2 separate regions of the Drosophila melanogaster genome follow, and region 2 is linked to region 1. A link is a contact called in public HiChIP or PLAC-seq data. All regions are on one chromosome and are shown on one strand. Each heading gives the region's core, a stretch centred on a gene start, on an enhancer-like site or on the middle of the called end of the contact. The rest is flanking DNA. Distances are from core to core; before and after follow the strand shown. Region 1 holds the start of SKIP (Shal K[+] channel interacting protein). Region 2 overlaps SKIP (Shal K[+] channel interacting protein).

What was found. HiChIP or PLAC-seq counts read pairs in DNA pulled down with a chosen protein or histone mark.
Region 2: a contact with region 1 is called in a POLR2A S2P HiChIP or PLAC-seq map of the Kc167 cell line, with 6 times the contacts expected there. The contact joins the enhancer-like site here to the promoter of SKIP in region 1. A contact is called at or near these places in 8 of 107 Hi-C or Micro-C datasets (the PNm cell line, the S2 cell line, brain and 5 more) and 1 of 6 datasets of contacts at active chromatin or transcription factors (the Kc167 cell line).

The regions. Positions count from the first base shown.
Region 1 is chr3R:22,129,140-22,137,073 of dm6, reverse strand. SKIP (Shal K[+] channel interacting protein) reads right to left here and starts at 3,244. Exons shown (of 20, transcript NM_001260304.2): 1 at 2,623-3,244. CG42390 reads right to left here. Exons shown (of 11, transcript NM_206540.2): 3 at 7,676-7,827; 4 at 7,477-7,611; 5 at 7,042-7,299; 6 at 6,627-6,966; 7 at 6,482-6,568; 8 at 6,277-6,427; 9 at 5,899-6,208; 10 at 5,732-5,831; 11 at 3,707-4,419. The coding sequence ends at 3,984.
Region 2 is chr3R:22,272,486-22,280,419 of dm6, reverse strand. It overlaps SKIP (Shal K[+] channel interacting protein), which reads right to left. Exons shown (of 20, transcript NM_001260304.2): 5 at 2,448-2,783; 6 at 1,794-2,068; 7 at 1,665-1,714; 8 at 1,085-1,191. Among named protein-coding and RNA genes, the nearest start is that of mir-1010, 16 kb to the left of the region's middle. Within about 2 kb of position 3,734, at least 10 of the 39 cell types and tissues checked have an H3K27ac peak or open chromatin away from gene starts, as enhancers often do. A contact at or near this core is called in the Kc167 cell line, eye imaginal disc and larval brain, where this site is marked.

The sequences.
Region 1 (7,934 bases), core at 1,995-4,494:
TTTATGGGGATGCACCTTTTTTTTGGCTCAGTGTCCGTTCTGTTTGTTTGTTTGTCGCTTTTAATGCTGAACGGAGTTGGCGAAGGCGACTCTTGACTGATTTTTATGCTTTTGGCCCAATTGCCCCGCAGTAGCCGCTCCGTTCGGAGAGCGGACTCCGATGGGCACTGGGCACTGGGCAATGGGCATCGACCGGTTCTCACTGCTCGGTCCTCGGTCCTCGGCCGGGATTACACCTTCCTGCCCTGCGAGGCGAGGTGCCCCCTCAATGCCACCCATTAGCGGCCCTTTGTTTGACTTGCAGTTGCAATATAAGGTCATTCCTCTGCTCTTGTTCTTGCCGGTGTTTTTGTTGCAGTTGCACGCTTTTCGTTTCGTTTGATGGCTGCGCACGCGGCCTTTTGTTAGTTTTCCCCAACCAATTTCATTTTTTCTTTTTTTTTTCCTTTCCATTATTATTATGCTTTTTTCGTACTCTTAAAGGGAACAACATCGGCGAAATCGCAGTCTAATCACTTCATTAGCCCGAGTCTCCCACCGCTTTTGGCCATGTTAACACGTTGTTCGCCTGCAAGTTGCACGAACTTGCTGGCAAAGTGCGAAAAAAAATGGATTTTAATTGAAAAAGTGTGGGAAGTGTAAACATCGATGCGACTTTTGCTTTCTTTGGATTGTTTAAGTGGTGCCCCGGATTTAATGTAAAACAACTAGAATGTATTTCAAAAGTATGAAAAATTCCATGAATTTTCTACAATTTTTGCAATCATAATTGTATAAATTTCAAGCAAATTTTTAATGGCTCTTAATAATAGTGCAAAATCATCGAGACAACTATGCTTTTATGTAAATTTTGTTTTGACCAATTACTCGGAGTATAAGTGCACATTTTGTAGATGTACAATTAAGTGTTGTTTGCCCACAACTAAATGCTTAAATGGAGACCATTAAAGTGGCTTTTAGAGCATCAAAACTCCAGTCGGAAATATCGCAAAAGTTGAATCGCAACTAATTTACTAACCCACACTATATTTGCCTAAAGTTTTCTCACAATTGTAAAGGTGAAATAGCATCAGCTGTGAGTCTGTGGAGCTGTGAAGAGTGCTCCTCTCGCTTATCGCATAATTGGTAGCAATGTTGGCTGCCACTTTTTGCTGCGGCTTCTGTGGCAGCAGGAACCATGGAAGCAGGCGATTCTTTCTCGGCTCTCCACCTCGCCACCGTATCCGTCGCATTCCGGAGATGCCGGCAAAACACTTGTCAGCGACTTAAATGGCGCGCAGCTGTGCGGCATTAGCTGGGGAGAGCTGGTAAGGCTGGGCAGCCAAGATCTGGGAGTTGAGAGGAGACCAGCGAGACCAGGGAGACCAGTGGACACACCTCTTAAGGAGGTGTTGCGACCGCTGCTCCAGGAAGTGGGCATCTGGAGGGGGAAGGCGTAGGGAGCACGGCACTGCAAGTCCAGTGGCGACATTTGATGTGATTATTGAGTTATGCCCACGGGGGCAGGTGCCAGGCATATTTCGCTTAATTTTCTGATGAAGTTATTCACCGAGATATGGAACGCAGCGAAAATGTACACGTATTATAAGCACAGATAAGCTACCCAAACAAGCAGGCACAAAAAAAATAAGAGACAAGGTAAAAGAAGGTGTGGTTGTGTGATTTTAAATGACAATCCTCTTCGGTGTCTAAAGTCGGCAGTTTAGGGTTTTATTTGGACACGGCCACGACAGGTGTTTAAAAAACATTTCAAGTCTCAAAATGTTGAAAGCACACAAGTAATCAATGTTTTTTTAATTGACGTTTAATTATTGCTCGAGACAGAAATTAATTGAGTTCGATAAATCATTATGTCGAACTTTCAATATGTCTTTGAATATTTCATATTATGTGATTCTGCATAATTTTCAATTAAAGAATTTATATCAGTGGGTTAAATGCGTGTTGTAATTTTGCACAAGAACTTTCAATTCGAAAGAAGATACGCACTTTTTAAGTGAAATATGTGACTTTATGAGTCATTCTATCTCAAAAAGGAAGTTTTCAAGACATTAAGGAAGTGTTTATACAATTTAAACCAAATGAGTGAAAAATGGACAATTGTATAACAAAATGCAGAGAGGAAGTGTTGCATAAATAATTAACATTTGTCAGGAAATCTGTGGGCAGCAACAACAAAAAGCCGGCCAAGAGTCAGAATTAGAGGGAAATAAGAGGGAGACAGAGATGAAACGAAAACAGCAGGCACTACTAAATCACCGACAACAACAACAACAGCAACCCCGGAGGATGAGGATAGAGTGGAAATGGGAAGGGAATAAAAACATAAAAAAAAGCGGCACAGATTGCCGAGAACAAGAACTAAACACAGGCACACACACAGTTTGAGCACTCCAGCTGTGTAGTTGTTGTTGTTGCTGTTTTTTCGCCGCTCCTTTCTGCCCTGCAATCAATAAAACGGATTAGGAATATCCTTTAAATGCGGCGCTTGGTGGAGGCTGCACACACACACTATCGCACTCACGAAATCTCCCTCACACACACAAAAGCACACACAGGCACACATGGCTGCAAATCTTTTACAATAACACATATAGGAGGAATAGAAGTAGCGGCACTTACTTTTCGTTTTCGTGTTTCTCCGTTCGTAGAGGAAATTAGGAGATGGCAATTGAAGGTGGAAGAAAGGAGGATGGCAAGGAGGAGATGAAAACAAAACCGAAAAACGTACACTCAAACACGCACGCACACGAAGACACGCAGGGCGCAATGATTTACCGTTACGCGACGCGAAAATGCTCACAGGAATGGCTACCAATTTACTCCAATTTTGATTTTGTCACTTGCATCACAAACATTCACATTCGACCCCAACGACCTTGCTGTTCCTCCTACGCGCAACTAAAGTGCTATGCTACAAATGCAATTTAAATGCTTGCTAAATAACTGGGTTTTTTTTTTCGTAGAGGAACACACACGACGTTTCAAATTAACAAATTGCTGCCGGTTGTGTCTGCGTTATCACGATTCCTTGATGGCATGGCTGATGGTAATTGGTTATTGGCCAGCCTGTTTGCTTATTAAACGGCTCGTTTGGCCACCGTTTTCGTTTCGCTCAATTCTCAATCACAACACACTTGCTTCAGTTTTACCGGCTTTTTCAGTTTCAATTTCACGCGAATAGACCGCTCGAGCTGGTTTTCAAAACGACCGGATCTCGAACATTTCGACGACTGACCGCGCGGCGATAAATGCGTTCGTATATATTCGTATATGTTGCTTGCTCCATCTGGCATTTTTAGCATCACAGCCGAGCTCGCGAACGGTCACTCTCTTGGTTCGATGCAACCGATTTAGTTCGAGTTCGAAGGGTTTCGAACTTACGTTTCTTATATTAAAAGAAGTGCACAAAAATTCAATAAATTGTTTGTTTCTATTTATATTTCATAATTAGAAAAGTACAATTATTGTTTACCGTTTTCTTGCCCGTAGATCATTTAAATTTAGCCGCGCCACAATTGCATTCTTATATTTGAAATACGTACTAATTGGGCGAATTTAGTTCATTTAGTACAATTGATGCGCATGCGTCTCTCTTGAAAATTAAATTCTCTCGCATTTACAGTGCCAAGATAACTGTTAAGCTAACAGCTGTTAAGTCTAAGCAATAAATAAAAAAATAGTAAACTGTATAAATATCAGTATTATTAAAAATATTTACATTTATTTCGTTTCTTTTTGTTTTTGGCGGTTTCAGAAACCAATTCAGAAATTTAATTTACAATTTTTATGAGTTCAAGCTTTGAGCGATTTGATTGAGTGGTTCGATTTCCGTATCCAGCGATACAGAGGGCAGCACATGAAGCACCAAAAGCACCCGGGATCACACACACATCCTTGGTCCTGGAACATCCACTCCTGGGGATCTCGAAGAATACAGCCACAAAATTGGAAGATCTATGTATATAGAAAGTTTTGACCGCTCACACGGCGGTGATGAGATGGGCGTCATCCTCGTTGATTCGATCCGACTTTCCATTGACCTCGATCGTGTGATTGGACTCGGTGTCGCTGGGTTCCTGCTCGACCTCCTCATCCGCTTCATCGTCCTCGTCCCCCTGGGAGGAGTTCTCACCATTTTCCTTGTCGGGCGATTCTCGCTCCTCGTTTTCCTCGTATATGACGTCACAGCTGGTGGCTATTGATTTGGGCGGCGGCTTCTTTACCGCTTTTCCACCGCCTTTGCGGTCACCATTTTGTTGCATCTCGGACATTTGAATCTGCATTTCCCGCAGGCGATCGGTGAGCACATACAAATCCCGCTCCTGACTCTCGCATCGTGTCCTCAATTCGGTTATCTCACGCAGATCCTCGGCTCGAGGATCTCGTCTTTCGTATCGCATGCGCATCTCCTCAAATCTGCGCAAAAAGGATTGCAAAATTCCTTAAATATTTACTATATTCACTACTAAACTACCAAAAAGGATAATGGTGAATTCAAGGCGGATGCTGGATACTGACTTGGCGTACAACATCCCACAACACGGACAAGCAAAAGTAAGATAAATTTGTGTTAAAGATAAAAAGAGTTAAAAGGTCGAGCTCTTAAATCCCTTTCCTTTCCGATTTTATTTTTTTATTTTTCAAAATTATATAAAGATAAGAATCTTATATTTTAGCAAAATTCGAAAGTTTCGAATCATAATTCCATAGATCTGTGGTCTCAATCACACTCAATCTTTTAATTAACTTTCCTTAGACTTAGGAACTCGACCTTGGGGAAGATGGGTCAGGGTGGCTGGTGGTTTTTGGGGAATGGGTGCACTTACAGATTGGTCAGGCAGCGGCACTTGCGATGCAGCTGCTCGATCTCGTTGGCGTTGCTGATGTCGCGCTTGTCCAGCGCCGCCTTCTCGGCATCGTAGGCCGCCTTCAGGTCCTTGAGATTGCGCTGGTGCCGAAGTTCTACATCGCTGCGGTTGCGGATGCGGATACGAATGCGTACGCGGATACGGATGCAGATTCGGATTCGGGTTGGGGTTATTCAGGTTATATAGAGTGGTCAGAGGTTGAGGTGGATACACACACATAGCGAGAAAGAGAAAGTAAAATATTAGGAGAATCGCACCAGAAGGACAACGTTTGACAAGCTGCATGCCAGATAAAAACATATTTTTTTTCTTATGGGTTTTGTTCGCATTTCAAACATTTCAATACCAATGTCTTATGTCTAACAAGAGATTTTCGATGATGGCCAGTCTTAAATTTAAATCAAGAATCATTTTAAGCGTGAAAAGGGGGATTAATATTTTATTGGCGCGCTAGGAGGTGGCGATATTTGATATAGATCACTGCGACAATATTGAACACCAAGCATGCAATGGCGATCAGCGGCGACATGGTCAGATATAGCACATATAGTGTGGGCATATACGGCCACGCCCCCTTTGCAAACGCCCACAGGGCTGGAGAGGCTGTCGATCGACCTAAACGCTGATCCATGCTGATCCAATGAATGAAATGTGAAACGAAAGAGAACAGAATACAAGTTCATGTGATAATGGATCGAGTTCAAGGACTCCAATGTGACAAATGTGGCAAATGAGTAGGATGCAGACATTCAATGCAAGCCAATGGATCCTGCTTCAATTTAGTGGGGAGCAGCGGTCAGGGGGCACTATTAAGGTAAGTATGCCCATGGGGCGGGGCATGCCACATTGCATTCACTCACTTGATTCGTTCATCGGCAGCGGCCATTTTTGCGCGATGTCGCTCCACAAGTTCCTGCAACGCCTCCTCCTTCTCCGCCTGCAACTTGGCCTTTTGTGAGTCTGCCGATTGATATAATCAATTATATAATTATATATAATAATAATCAATATACACATGTATCTTTACCCAGCTCCTTTCGATGTGATTCGACCATTTCCTGAGTGGAGAGCTGCAGTTCCTTGGCAAACTCCTCCTTAACTTGACCGAGACGTTCGCGGAACTTCTCCTCCATTTCGGCCTTCTCCGCCTCGAACTCCTTCTGGAGTCGTTCCTCCAGCTCGACACGGCGATCCTCCTCGCGGCACATGGCATTCTGGTACTCGCGATCGGCCTTATCCAAATGCATTCGGGTCTGAAGCAGGGCGTTATCCGAACGTTCGCGCAGGCTGAGGAAATCCTGTTTCTTTTGCTCCAGGCTCTCGTGCAGATCGTCAATCTAAATGATGGTTTATAAAATGCAAATATGCATTCGATTGCAGTTTATCTATAACACTATGAACCCACCTCAGATCGCAGTTCCTCCTCGTTGGCCGTGTATCTGTTGGTCAGGGCCCTCAGCTCCTCGATGTGCTCGTTCTGCAGTTTGTCCAACGCCTCGCGACGCTCGTCCACATACACGGACTCCAGTTCATTTGTCAGTCTTGTCATCTCTGTGCTGAAGGCATAAAAGTTCAATTTGGAGCACTCAATATGATGACTTGTGACTTACTAAAGTTTGTTTTCCCAGAAGGCGGCTGCCTCATTTCGCACCTCATCGATTTTGTAGATCATTTGGCGTTCCTTATCATAGATGGCACTGTAAAAAATATAATCATTACAATCAAATTCCATGGATAATTCCCAATTATACGCACTTATCACACTGATACTTGATCTTGTGCACCGCCTCGATCTGGGCCTCGAGGTTTTCATTGGCCGACTGTAGATCTCCCTTCAGGTTCTCGATGCGATCCATTAGCGTCTGGATGGACTGCTCCTGTTCGCTGACCACGCCCCTCAGCGAATTCACCTGCGCCTGGCAGGTGCGCAGCATCTCGGACTCCCTACGGCGGGACTGCAACTCCAGTTCCAGCTCCTCCGCCTTGGCGGTCGCCTGCTTTCGCTCGTAGTTGGACTTGTCCGTCTTGTCCTTGCACTGCCGCTGCATCTGCCGCAGTTGCCACTCGCAGTCCGTCATCAAAGTTTCCTCGCGCTCTATAATTGATATAAGATATTATTTAATAGCTTTATTTATAATTTATACGCTTGTTTAGAATAATGATTTCTCACCTCGATTGTGTGTCCTGAGCATTTCGAACTCCTTCTGCCATTTGTCCTCGCAGATCTTGCGTTCCGCCTCCGAATTGTCCAGTGCGTTCTTCAGTATGCGTATTTGCTCCTCCAGATCCGTCCGGATCTTCTCCACCTGCTGGCGCCATTCCTCAGCCTCGACTTGGGCACAGGCCAATTGGGTTTGCAAACTTTTGGCCAAACCCTGCGTCACTTTGTACTTCTCGGTTAGTTCGTTGTACTGAGCTTCGAGTTCGTCTGAAAAAAAAGGTTACAAATTTATTTGAATGGAAATTAATTACTCAATAAATGTCATTATATAATCGCGTAAAAACGGAATATTTGAATAATGGAAAATGTTATTATATTATGGTTCAATTAAACGCACTAATTCATCAGAAGCTATTAACCTAATTAATTATTAATTATGCTCACCATATTTGTTTTGGAATTCATCTTGATTTTCGCTGTATTTGTGCCGTAGAATAACCTTTTCATCTTCCAGAAGTTTCAGCTTTTTTCGCACATATTCATCGTCCTTGTGAGCCGCACTCAGTTCACCCTGTAATCCTAAGAAGTTAAAGATATGATTTGAATGGCTCCCAGAATGCTTTCAATATGATATGATACTTACTCTCCACATTCCATTGCTTGACCGACAGCTCCTGCTCCAATTTCTGGATCTTGAACTGCATATCGCCAACCTTGGCCTCCAGTTGGCTGGCATTTTTGTGCGCCTCATCCAATTGGCTGGCAAATCGAGCCTTCTGCTGTTTTAGCTCCTTCCTGGGAAATCGAGTACGAGGATGAGTAATAGTGGGAATAGAAACATAAATCCCTAGACAGTTCAGCTCAACTGTCAGACGAATTTTTCAAACAAATCTTGTCACTGA
Region 2 (7,934 bases), core at 2,485-4,984, 140 kb before region 1:
CAACGAACCAGGCAACAAACGCATGGCCACGTGGAGTGCTGTTTAATTATATTTTGAAAGGCCAGGCCATGGCTGTTGAGTAGGATGCCGCTACTTAGGCACATATCCTTAGTCATTTCCTGCGCTTATCTGTGTGCCAGGACCTCCTGAGGACCTCCGAGGCTGCTAGCCAGCCATTTTTCGCTGCCCTTTTTTCCCCACCGGCAGTTTATTATTTATATTTTTCCTCCTTCTGCTCTCCACGCCTTTATTTATTCTTTTCTGTGCTGCTTGTGAAAAATTTATGCATGTCCTTGCTTATTTATGAGCAGCGTCGCCGTCCTGTGCCACGTTATCTCTGCTCTTGGCCGCAGTTTCATTGCCAGACTCGGCTCAAGAATAGTGCCCCTGCTGTACCAGCTGAACCAGCTGTCGCAGCTGCTGCGACTCCAACTTGGACTAACTCAGCTTCTGCTGCTGCTGCTGCTGCTCCTGATCCTGATGCTTTTCCCCAAAGGTTGCTCTAATCAAAGGCGCTGAATGAATCCTTTGTGAGCGGCGCAGATAAAGCGAGTGTACAACAACTTCCCCCAAAAGGGGGACGTTGAGTGGGAGGCAGGAAACTGATGGCGTTTGGTCCTGGCGCTATTGGTGCACTGCCAGGATGAGAAGTGGCAATGTAGACATGGCCGCTGGCAAAACATTTTTAACCTTTTCAGCTGGCAAAAAGGGAGAAGCTGCTCGGCGCGGCGCGCATAAAAATTTACATGTCCCCAGGGCCAAGATTAAGTATACTACACAAGAAGACTGCGGAATATTCAAATCAAGACGCAGAAAGTCATAAAAATGGCAGCCTAGAAGAGGCAGGGCAGGGGAATTCGAGAAAAGGAAAGGAAACCAAACGAAATGCGAGCAAATAAATTGAAAGAATTACCGCAGCAGTTGATTCAAATGAAAGGCTGGGGACGGGACAAAACTTGCGGGACAGGACAAACAATTTGCTTGCGGTCATAAAACGAAGCGCGAAAATGAGTTTCACTCGCTGGACGAAAACGGGGGGAAAAAGGATGGGTGGGAAATTGTATCGAGGGAGTACTTTACTTACCCTGGCCTGGGCGCCATTCTGTTGATTGTTCCGATCCCGTCGATTGACAGTCTTCAAGCCTTTCAGCAGCCGGGCCAGTGTGGTGCGTTTCTTTGTCTCGCGGCCCTCTGAAAGTCGCGGGGAAAAATCGGCATAAAAAGGACAGAAATTGAATTAGTGTAAGGAACTCAAGTCGGCGGCTGATGTACATCATTTTTGTTTTATTTTCAAACCCTGGTAGGGAGATATAACTTTCCTAAGAGTTTTATAGTTTAAAAGATTATTTTAAGTCAAGTAAATAACTACGATAAAACAGAAAGCATTCAAACTCTGCTGGGATAGTGATTACATGCTACTTCTGCTATTTATCTATGAAAATTCATTAAAGTTCTTCTTTAAAATTCTGACCTCATTACAATTGTGCTCTACATTTACTGCAATTTCTGAGCGGCCCTTTCATAAATAAATTAAAAAACTAAAGTCTAAAGATTTCCTTTAAACGTTAAGTACAAAGCTTATCACCTTTACACAAAAGCTTTAGAAATCGTCTACCAGGATAAGAATTTTACTTCTCTGGACTTTTCAACTCTTTTCAACTTACCAGCTGTCGGTGGAAATTCGTAGAAATAAGCTGAGCGCGGACTCAGGCAGCTGAATGGAATAGAATAGAATTTTTATTAGCACTACGATTCAATGGAGAGCGCTCGAAATATTTAAATCCTTTACTCACTTTTGCTGCACAAAGTTCAAATGCGCGACATTCGGTGGCAGGGTCTGATGCTGATGAGGTCCTTGCTGCTGTTGTCCTGGCACAATTGGTAACTGTTGCTGCTGCTGTTGCATCTGCTGCTGCTGTTGCTGTATGCTCTGTTGCGTTTGCAGCGTCTGCTGCTGCAGCAGCTGTTGCTGTTGTGTTAACCCTCCTCTGGCCACGCGGGGTGCGAAGACGCCATAGCCGAATCCGTAAATCTCATCCTCCTCCTTGTCGGACAGACAACTCGAGGGCTGTAAGGTTGGGGAATGGAAAATTAGTCATTTTATTGGCCACTCTTTTGGGGGGTGTTAAAACACAACTACAACTACATGCAAGTGAAAGTGGAGAACGCAAGCAAGCAAAAAATATTTACACAATTCTTAGCACACAATTAAATAAATTTATTCGCATACAGGCTTAATGGTTTTTTCAATTATTTCTTTTCAAGCAACGCCAACATCAATTTCATTTTTCCAAAAATTCTTCGTTCATATTGTTGGTTTTGTAAATATTTTCCTTAGGGGGCCGCTAATGGAGTCATTCATTTTTTTTTTTTTTTTTGTGTTGGTGATTAAGGAGGCGGGAGATTGGGTGGGTGTTTGGTTCGTTCCGGGTCATCATCATACATACCGAGTACTTTCCGGGCACATAAATGGGCTGGCTATGACTATTGGGCAGACCGGCGCCGTGCATCGAATGGCCACGATGGCCATGCTGCTGGCGGTGGTGCAGTACGCCGCTGCTGCCGCCGCTGCCACCGCTGGCCGCCCCACCGCTGCCGCTGCCCGTGCTGCCGCCAGCCCCACCTGATCCGCCCACCACCTGGGCGGCACTGTGCAGCGGACTCCGCTCCGCCCAGGCCGCCTGGCGCGCCCGCTCGATAGTTGCCAAAATGTCCCCGAAGGGAGCCATTAGCAATTCGCAATAGACGGATGCCAGGCCCTCTAAATGGCCGCGTTGTCCATCCTGCAAAAGAGCGAGAAACGAGCAGCAGAGATCGGTAAGACACTTGGCCAAGTTCTATTTCGTTTTTGTTGTTGTTTTTTTTTTTTTTTTTTTTGCTGATGAGAGTTGGGGGTGGGTATGAATGCTATAAGGTGTGCGAAGGTTACAGTGGGGCTCATTGGATGAAAATCGGGTGAGACAGAGTGGGTGGAAGATGCGAAGAGCTAGAGCGGTTAATGATGCTACATTGATGTTGGCGTTGGATGGGGTCTAGTCACCGGGTTAATAATGCAAGGGGTTAATTCGCTTATCCGGTTAGTTAAGAGCAACCATAACCATAACTAAGCTACAGGTTATTCCGGAACGCAAGGGTAAATAGGTGATGGGGGATAAATATCAATTTCATAGGGCTGCTTTAATGTCTTGAAAGCGAAAATAAATGGTTTATATTTCAAATGATTATATATATATATATATTTCCACATAATTAATAGTTATTATGGCTACGCATTTTGGCTTATAAAACGCATTATCGGATTTGAGCTTAAGTGCACCCCTGGTCATAATTAAATAAATGCCTATATGTTCGAGTTCATATGTTTGCCTACAATACGCCGCTCAAGTCAAATTAGTTGCGCCAACTGCTGCTGCCAATTGCCACAAATAATTGAGTCTGCCCCGGGGAAGGTAGACGAGGGGGCAGCGTAACTAAAAGCCCGTGTGCCAAACATAATGCACTTAGTCTGGGCATAAATTATGGCACCCACACACACACACACACTTGACTGTGTTTACAGCTCTCGAAGCGATTTCCCTCATTTTCCTCATTCGGTAGGCAAAACATCTCGGGCCTGATAAAATTTGTTAACAAACTGCCATGTTAAATTACACAAAACAAAGGCACTCCGCATTCACTCACACACACACGCAGACAAACGCACACAAAGAGAGGCACAATGGGCTTCCCTTACGCACTTTTTCATTGCATACCTGCAGGGGCAATTTTGCAGGGCGAAAAAAAGTACGGAAATGACTGGGTAACTGGGCGGGTGGTTAAAAATGGGGTCTTGGATCGGGCCGGAGTGTTCCCGACTACCTTGACATTTTGAGTGGCGCTCGGGGCAATGTTAAACGCTTGACATTGTTCCACGACTTCGCTCTGTGCCGCGCTGGCATCAATCAAATATGACACGCATTAAAATATCGCCCGATTCCTGCCGCTGCCACATGACCCCTGCTCCCAAAATGGTGCCGCATATCCTGCCCGATTTTACCCGCCTCATGTGGAGCCACCATGGGGAAATTGACAGGCTTCAGCCAGCCACCTGGCTACGGATTTTACCTGGGCATCTGCTGAGCCCCCGTTATGGGTGCGCTGTAATTTGACGGATGAAAAATACCTGCCATGGTCTTCTATGGGCCTTATTATACACTCCTTTTTGCTGGCTTAAGCACACTTTTATACCAATTTGAGACCCTAATTGAGTGCTACCAACGAGTCCTTTCCTTTTAGCAGGATAAAATGAAATAAGAATCTTAATAAAGGGGAAGTGAGCATTTCCTAAAATTAGTTTATATTGATGATTTTAAAGTAGTATTTCTTTAAATGAACTTATTGTGACAACTGTCACATATTTCATCCAATCTGATAGGGTATTTAAATGCCCACCTTGATCATTTAGCATACTTTCCTCTCCTTAGTTAAATGAGTAGACCAAGGACTTTCAGGCCAGACATGCGTAGAGTGAAAGAACCCGCTTTGTATATATATTTTGTGCAATTTGCGAGGAAATTGCCACGTTTAGCGTAATTTTTGCTACTTATTGCCTCTTTGACTAGGATGCCAGCAGTGAAAAAGGGAGAGTTTCGAGGCCTTTGGCCATACTGCTACCACTACTGCCAGCCAGAGTTCCATTTTCTTATTTTTTCCTGTCGTTTTTGCCCTTTTTTACGCTTTGGGTAATTTCACAATGAGCCCTCCAGGCTGCTGGCTTGTTTGGCCTTTTCATTAAAGGTTAACTCGCAAAGTGTCAACTTTTGATGAAGGGGAACGAAAGTGTTTCGGCCTTTTATGACTGACAAAGTGTGTTTAATGACCAATTGAAATGGGTACGGGTATGGTTAAGACAGTTGATATGGCCGCAAAATGATCGGATCACCGAGCTTTCCCCGTATCAATCAACATTTAATGTCCTATAAACTGACTCCGTTTTGTAGCAATTGTCTGCTCGATCCCATCTTTCAACAACTCATTATGTTCGTGCCAAAGTTTATTATGCAATACGCAGTTTATGTCCCATGCGGAATCAATTTCATCTCGGTATACGGTTGATTATTACTACATACATATACATATGTACATATGTGTCTACCCACTTCAAAGGTCATCGGAGCTTGTCCAAGTCGTAACAGCAAATTCATAAAGTCATTTGCAATTTGGCTGCCAAAGACTTGAGTGCCAAATGAACGAAAATGGCAACTGACAGAAAGTTTGCCACTGCCAGATGGATTTCGATATAGATATATATATCGTGCTTATGCTCATCGTTATGTGTTTGCGAGCTGAACAAATTCATAAAAACCAACCGACGAGGGCAAAGCAAGCAAAATAACTGTCGCAATAAAATAATTTATTGAAGTTTTGCAATGCCAGCGACAAATGCAATAAACTGCGAACTCTGTCTTGGCTCACATGACGTATGCGTTATAAATTTATTTTCAATAGCTCCTTCGCAGAACCGATCGGGTTGGGAATTGCGCTTGGGATGCTACTACTGCTTTATTGGCAACTCTTGACACACATCGCGGTGCGAGAAAAACGCGCCAGACCAAGACAAACAGCAGGCGAGGCAGCAGCGGCGGCGGCAGTTAGTTAGGGAGCCTGCCAAGCGTCCCAGGACATAGGATGCAGGATGCAGGATAAGGGAGTCGGAGCCGCAGCCAAAGTCGAAGCTGGGATAAAGTGATGTATGAGTTTAACGCCCTCACGTCCTCGCAGACAGTAACACAGCAGCTGAAATAGCGACAGGAGCCAGGGCAAAAAAATATTAAGCGAGGAAATATGTTGCCACTATATTGACAGCATGAATCGAGGGGCGAAAACGAGCGATGGGTTGGCCGATGAGCAACTTTGGCCCAGGATTTTGGCAATGACAGTGTAGCTAAGTGGAAGCAACATCCAAGTGAAGGCAACATCGCAACTTTTTGGCAACGTATTTTGTTATTCCTGCCAGCCAAGCCAAGCCAGGCCAAATGACTTTGTTTATGTGTTTCATGTACATTTCGGTAATCAGCCCGGCACAAATTACACGCCGGGCTAATAACTTTTGACATGTGATTTCGCAAGTGGCGTTAAGTCCACGCCGTCTGTTTTGGTTTGCTCATTAGGCCTGGTCGGAACAACACTCGCTCCTCTGGCTGTCAATTTTTTCCGCAAACTTGGCCAGCCACTCGACTTGCGGCCTGCTAATTGATGACGTCTGTCCAGGGGAAAATAATAAATCAGATTGGATAGAGTATAGGGGATGTAGGACTTGGCGTTGAGTGCTTTTGGATAATTATATTTGAAAATTGGGCTTTTCGCTATCGTTACATATCTTTCTCATGAAGTTGTAGTTTCGTTTTTATTGGAAAATATATAAAGATATTGCAAAATCATGTAGAGCATTCAGAGTCGAACACAATCCATGCGATATTATCCGCATCTGCGCCTGGCTAAATCCGTTTAATGAGCAAACACAACGCACGCAAAATTACAAAAGAAGCTCAGGAGTTGGAGGCAGGGGAGCCACAAGGAGAGGTAGGATTCCTTTCCGCTGCTGGTCAGCCAGAATCTCGTGTTTACACAAGACTTCGAGAGCCACATGCAAACACCAATTAGAGTGACCACAGGGCAAACAAAGGGCATCAATTAAGGGGACAGGGCGAAACCGAGACCTCAGCCTCTTTAAGTTAGCCCATTCCTCGGTCAGTCAACCATTTGGAGTGCCATCAATTGCGAATTGTATGTAAATCGCAAAATCTATTTGCAAGTCACAATTGTTGTGAGATGGATGGCTGGTTGACTGAATTGGGGAAGTCAGATCCGTTTCCGTTTCAGCCGCAATCAGCTGAAAGAAATCAACTGGAGCGTTGTGATCCACGGCTGCTGTCTGATGCCGGCGAGCACTTAAGGGTTAATTTCATAAATTGTACATCAAAGCAGACGATTGATGGTGGTCAAGGGGAAGCGGTGGCGGTGATGGTCCTCAGGCATTTGCCCTGCAGTTGACAATTTTTGAAAGTCAGTGATTTGTAAATAATCCTTTTATAAGCACAATGGCTGCTCGTTAACGGCAAATGAGTTTTGACATGGCCAGTGGACATTGGGCCCCCCGTTTAACCCCCAACTGCCGGCAATCAAGATACACTCACTCACTAACACACACACGCCCTCGCCTATCGCTGTGTGACAATCTGGGAACGAGGCTCTGAATAATGCCTGGCCATTAACACAGCCATCATCGTTATCATCATCATCGCCACAGTCGTGGCTCGTCATCATCATCGCCCTCATCCTCCTATCCCCTCGCCGTTCCACTCCACGTCCTCGTCCTTGTCCTTATCCTTGCCCTTTGAACCCCCGCCGACATAACCTCTTCTTGGCCGGCACTTTCAGCCAACACCATTCTGGTTGTAGTTCGCTGTTTTGGCTGTTGGTTTTTCCGTGTTAATATCCCGCATACATGCAAAGTTGTGAGCCTAGGCGGAGGTTTTCCATTAAGGAAAATGCTATTTTGTACTTACAACCTTACATGAGCTGGCAACAAACTCGAGACCCGAGACCAAAACTATGTTAAGTTGTTAAAAAGCACAAAACTTGGCCCGAACTCTTCCTGCTGGAATTCATTAGCCAAGCGCATGTATCGACATGGCGAAACGAGAGGGTACACGGAACAAAAAGTATCTTTAGATATGATCGATATTATGAGTGAAGTACGTTCAATAAAATGTACTAAAATGTACTAACAATCAGTATCAACATGGAGGATATGTTCATATATGAATATCAATATCAACGATATTAGCAATTGCTTTTTCCATTTCTAAATAAATTAATTAAACATGAATTATATACATAAGGTTGTGTCAAAATTACTTTCTTTTTTCATGTGCATACTGTCCCAAAATGAA